2 separate regions of the Mus musculus genome follow, and region 2 is linked to region 1. The links are chromatin contacts, called in public promoter capture Hi-C maps. All regions are on one chromosome and are shown on one strand. Each heading gives the region's core, a stretch centred on a gene start, on an enhancer-like site or on the middle of the called end of the contact. The rest is flanking DNA. Distances are from core to core; before and after follow the strand shown. Region 1 overlaps Gm34472 (a long non-coding RNA gene). Region 2 overlaps Gm34590 (a long non-coding RNA gene).

Region 1 (2,706 bases), core at 138-2,637:
GAAGTGTAGATGAATGGGTGTACCACACGGGGCAAACTGTGACACAATAGAGCTTCCACAGTGAGGCTATTTATTTATTTTCCCTTTAGCGGAGAGGTTACAAGGACAGAGGGTGGGTACAAAGGGATGGGGAGATGAGTGGGATTGGGGTACATGATGTGAAATTCACAAAGAATCAATAAAATATTTTTTAAAAACTACAGCAGCACATGCCTATAGTCCCAGTGTCCTGGAGACAGAGGCAGGGGCTCTGCCATAAGTTTGAGGATAGAGAACATGGTCTTCACAGCAGGCATCAGGTCATCCAGTATCACGCAGAGTGTCCAGAAATAAAGCAAAGGACAACAATAACAAACAGAAAGGATTTGTGTGATGTCATAGACCTGCAACCAACCACAGCACTGCACACAAGGGAGGCTGAGTCTACAATTAAGGCTAGGGTTGGCCTTGACCCTGTCATAAAAAAATAATAAGAAATGGGAAAAGAAGAAAATAGAAAAAAGAAAGGAGGGATAAAGCCCAATACGGGGCTTAAATCTAGAGGTCTGCAGGAGTCTTCATTTTCTCCTTGATGACTACTGTTCTGAGTACTGTGTGGTCCCCTCCAGCTTGGCCTTCCCAGGAGAGAGCCAGCTGGAGTCAGCACAGTTTCCAGCAAGGATAGCATGGCACAGGATCTGGGATCACATTTCCTTCCTTCTTTCCTTCCTTCCCTCCTTTCCCTCCCTGCCTTTTCTTTCTCTCTCTCCTTTCCTTGCTCCCTCTCTCCCTCCCTCCTTCCTTCTTTTTCTCCCTCCCTCCTTCCCTCTCTCCCTTCTTCCCTCTCTCCCTTCTTCCCTCTCTCCCTTCTTCCCTCTCTCCCTTCTTCCCTCTCTCCCTCCCTCCCTTTCTCCCTTCCTCCCTCTCCCTTTCCTCCCTTTTCCCTTCTTCCTTTCTTCCTTCTTTTCTGTAGGCATTTGAAACAGAGTTTGTAGCCAAGGGTGGCCTTGGAACTTGCTATGCAGTCCAAGCAGGCCTTAAACTTGCAGGAATGGTCGGTCTCTCATCAGCCACTTGGGTGCTGCCGTGTTCCAGGTGTGAGCTGCCGGGCCTGTGAGGAGACTTTTCCAAAGGATGTCAGTCTTCAGAGGGTCTCTGACAGCCCCCTCAGGAAAGGGCAGGTTCCCAACGTGAGGAGCTGCAAAGAGGCTAGGAATGTTTTCCAGGGAGGAGACTTAAGAGAAGGAAACAGATTGGCAAGTGCAGCCTCTGAAGGCCACCTGTCCAGGCCGACTGCCATCATGAGCCGCAGCAGACCTGACAGGTTTCTATCTGAGGTGTTCTGCTCACACAAGTGATGTTATCATGTCCTGTGGTAGGAGAGGATGGCTGGACTTTGCACTTTGTCCTGTTCAGTCACCGTGGATGTGCCCAAGCAGCGTGTGACTGTTACAGCTTGACCGCCCCACCCAGGTCCAGGTTCACATTCCGAAGCTTAAGTGGGGGGTGGAGCCTTAAGGAATGATTAGATTATGAGGTTTGGATTCTGGGTTCATCACCAGAGTGGGGCTGCTGCAGTTTAGCTCCATGACTTGAATGCACCTCTGTTGCCTCCTGTTGCCTGGACCCACCTCACCAGGAGGTTCTCATAGGCTGTGGCTCCTTGACCTGGCCCCCCAGAAGCACTAGTTGAGCAAACCTTTAATCTTTATACGTTACCCAGCCTGTAGAGTTAAGTTATAGCGACAGAAGACTGATCAAGACAGTCCCTGGCTTCTGGCTTGAAAGGTGAGGAGGACCCTAAGGAAGCCAAGAGCTGAAGTCTGTTGCCAACCACACTCCTATAACTCGACAAGCAATTCAGGTCTTGAAGAAGCCTCCGAGTGAGGCATGTCTGTATCTGCCCTGAGAGGGAGAAAGAAGAATTGGTGAGCTAGGTTAGAGAAGCCTCGACAAGTCTTGGCGATTGGGCAGATACGCGGTCTTGAACTAATAGAACCGTTGTCAGCCAGGGCTAGGAGACTGCGCATGCTCCCACCACACCCACTGCTGCCTTTTCTGAAAGCAGCCCAACTAGCTTCTGCAAGTTGGCATGGTTTGAGCCTCTCAGGTGAGGGACTAATCGCCATCCTCAGCTCACTTGAAGGGCCTTGCTCAGGCTGAACTCCTGGTGGTTGCGTTCTGCATTCTCTCCTGCGTCACTGGTCAAACAGCAGTGTTCTGGAAGCGCAGAAGAGCTGTGTGGCTCGCTCCCCAGCTCCCCAGCATGTTCTTGCAATCAACGTTACTGTCCGCTGGAATCTGGAGTGTCACTTCCTTTAGGACAATGCCCTGTGAATTTGAAAACAAATTCTTTCTCTCTTTCTTTCTTTCTTTCTTTCTTTCTTTCTTTCTTTCTTTCTTTCTTTCTTTCTTTCTTTCTTTCCTTCCTTCCTTCCTTCCTTCCTTCCTTCCTTCCTTCTTTCTTTCTTTCTTTCTTTCTTTCTTTCTTTTAATAAATGTGGCAAAAAATAAGCGCTGGCCTCTAAAAACTATCCTTACCGCAGCTGGTTTAGTTTTATTTTTTTCAGCCTGGTTTTCCTTCTGTAGCTTAAGCAGATCTGGTTTGGAACCCATGATCCTCCTGCCTCAGCCTCCCAAGTATTGGTGTTTACAGGCCTGTTCCACCGCATGCAGCTGCTAGGTGAGATTCCAGCTTTCTTCTGCACTCTCTTGGGTGTTTTTTCC
Region 2 (2,706 bases), core at 131-2,630, 150 kb after region 1:
CCTTGATCCACCTAGTTTAAGTGACAAATGATGTATTAACTTATATGACAAGATGGTTGGGGACAGGGCAGTTCTACCTAGCTTTGGTTTGTTGGCCACTTGGCAACATCAAGGACCCAAACTTCTGCCCTTTTTGCCCTTTTTCTTCTTTGCAAACTGGCTGCAAGAGTTCCCTACATCATGACATCAAGAGGCAGAAGAGAAAGGTGAGATTAACAGTTTGGGTTTCCTTTTTTAGCCAGCTCTGCGGACCTCAGCTCTATCCACTGCTCTTCAAAATGGATAACTGAAATAAAACGAACAATGTCTCTCTTCAGGCATAGCAAAAACAAAACAAAACAAAACAAAACAAAAAAAAAACCTAAAATTAGTAGATGAAGATAAAGGTGCCTCTCAGAAATGCTTGTCTGGTTTTATTGCTCAGGAAAAAAAAGGGAGAAAGGGAGAACTAGACCACCCAAAGCATGTGTGGGCCCTGCACAACCAGATGCGTGGACTGGCTCACACCCATTTCTCTTCACACTCTGCAATGCTTTCTTTGTAGCAAGTCTAGCCACACACCTCAATTTCCAGGGATTAAGTTAAACCAATCCCTTTGCTTCAAAGTATAAATACCCATGGAGTACAAAGATTAAATATCCAGTCCCTGATCCAGGCGGCTGCAGACAGAGCTCACGATGTGCTGCGGAATCTTTCCCGAGGGCTAGGATTTCTTTCTTTTCTAGGGCGCTATGAAATGTGAAGTGCTAGAGGGCCACCGTTGGACACGGGGATGCTATTTCAGTAATAAAACGCATATTCTTCACAATGCAGATGGCACTCTGAGTTCCACAGATGGGACTGGGGCTCTGGGGAGAGGCAAACAGAAACGGTGGGTGTGGCGAGGCATGACGTCATCCTAGCTAGGGCTTTCTCTAGAACGGTGGCAAGTTTACTGCTGAATCATCCCTGGGGCCAGTTATCGGCATGTCAGTTGGACAAAGGTCCCTGTAATTAAGCCCTGATTCACCACTTACCTCCGCACCATTCTGCTTATGTTGCCTTTGGAGGCCAGACAAGAAACATGAATACATAAAATTAACCTATCTGTGAGAGCTGCGCAGAAGCCAACGCTGTTGTGAAACCAGTGCTATTGCTAGTCTTCTCTCAATAGCACAAATGTAGGTATGTGGACTTGGGTGTTCATTTGCACACACACACACACACACACACACACACACACACACACACACATCCATCAGAGAATGCACATTCTGGACTTTGATCTGAAGTAAATGTTAATTCCTGAAATAATTTGGGATCTATATTTGCTTTGGCTACAAACCGGAGACTCTCTTGCATGCCCAGCAGAGGAAACGGCGTGGGAGAGCCATCTGAGTCCTCAAAGGTCAGCACTTTCATCCTTCTGGAGAGGCACAAACCTGCTGTCAGATGCAGGGCTGCACCCAGTCCCAGGAAGGCAACAGATATAGAGGTGTCTGGCTTCTTTCTCTGGTTAACTCATCACCCACTAACAGTCTGCAAGGGATCAGTGGCCTCAGCTAGTCCCAAGTAGGCCAGAGCGTCCTCTCCATCCAGATACAGGAAGGCCCTTGTCAACATGTTCACTGGCCAACTAAGATAGCCATTGTGGGAGGTATCCAGAAAGGATGAAGAAGTCACAAGAGCCGTGAAAGATGCTTCTCTCTCTCTCTCTCTCTTTTTTTTTTTTTTTTTTTTTTTTGGTTTTTCGAGACAGGGTTTCTCTGTGTAGCCCTGGCTGTCCTGGAACTCACTTTGTAGACCAGGCTGGCCTCGAACTCAGAAATCCACCTGCCTCTGCCTCCCGAGTGCTGGGATTAAAGGCGTGCGCCACCACGCCCGGCTGATGCTTCTCTTTAGTATCATGCTGGACTCAAGTCTCCATCGATGTTGAAGATATTTCCATTGCCTTTATAGGAGTTGGGGTGGGAGGTGAGATGAGCGGGTACGAGTGAGCAGAACAGAGCCATTTACCAATGTCTTGGGACACTTTGACAAGCAAGCCGTCATTACAGAGAACTGTCAAGGCTTAGCATTCCTTTCTACAGAACAACCAGTAATTGGTAAGAGCTAATGTATATGACGTGCTTGCTGTGTGCCCTGCACAGTTGAGAGCTTCCATGCATTTAGACCCCAGACCCAACAGGTCGGTGCTTCTTTACCATTTATAGATGAGGTAGTCAGCCTTGGGGATACTGTGATGGCTCAGTGAGTAAAGATAGTTGCTGTCAAGCTTGACAGTCTGAATTTGATGCCCTGGGACCTACATGGTGGAAAGAGAACTGACTTCCCCAAGCTGTCCTCTGACCTCTACACACACAGAGAGTCACAGACACATACATACAAACGACACACACACAGACACACACACAATAGACACACATACACTAAACAGATGCTTTGTTTTTGTCCTTTAAAGAAAGTAAACCTCAGGCAGAGGAGAGCCTTTCACTGTCTGCAACCACCCTGTTTACCTGCCTGTTTCTAAAGCTGGGTCCTTCCCATTCTGCCGCAGACCCTCTGGGCCCCTTTGTCTGCGTGGAACGGGTCTCTAGTCGCAGGTGGGCAAAGCGTCACAGACTGATGCACACAGGAGAGGTTGTGTAGAATCTGAATGTAATTTGTCAAATCGAGCATCAAACTTTTTATACAGAAGAAAATAGGGAAGTTGGGTGATACACCAGC

The links. Promoter capture Hi-C pulls out the DNA fragments that hold promoters and counts their contacts.
Region 2: a contact with region 1 is called in a promoter capture Hi-C map of liver, with 2.6 times the contacts expected there. The contact joins two enhancer-like sites. A contact is called at or near these places in 9 of 39 promoter capture datasets (the C10 cell line, the HPC-7 cell line, cranial neural crest and 5 more), 3 of 484 Hi-C or Micro-C datasets (embryonic fibroblasts and nephron progenitors), 8 of 115 datasets of contacts at active chromatin or transcription factors (embryonic basal ganglia, embryonic forebrain, embryonic limb bud and 5 more) and 1 of 9 other capture datasets (embryonic stem cells).

What each region holds. Positions count from the first base shown.
Region 1 is chr15:36,809,939-36,812,644 of GRCm38.p6, forward strand. It overlaps Gm34472 (a long non-coding RNA gene), which reads right to left. Exons shown (of 3, transcript XR_383941.4): 2 at 2,120-2,310; 3 at 926-1,884. Among named protein-coding and RNA genes, the nearest start is that of Gm41298, 14 kb to the left of the region's middle. Within about 2 kb of position 1,388, at least 40 of the 459 cell types and tissues checked have an H3K27ac peak or open chromatin away from gene starts, as enhancers often do. A contact at or near this core is called in the HPC-7 cell line, liver and pancreatic cancer cells, where this site is marked.
Region 2 is chr15:36,959,596-36,962,301 of GRCm38.p6, forward strand. The region is part of intron 7 of Gm34590 (a long non-coding RNA gene); the gene reads left to right. Among named protein-coding and RNA genes, the nearest start is that of Gm34590, 23 kb to the left of the region's middle. Within about 2 kb of position 1,381, at least 136 of the 459 cell types and tissues checked have an H3K27ac peak or open chromatin away from gene starts, as enhancers often do. A contact at or near this core is called in the HPC-7 cell line, liver and pancreatic cancer cells, where this site is marked.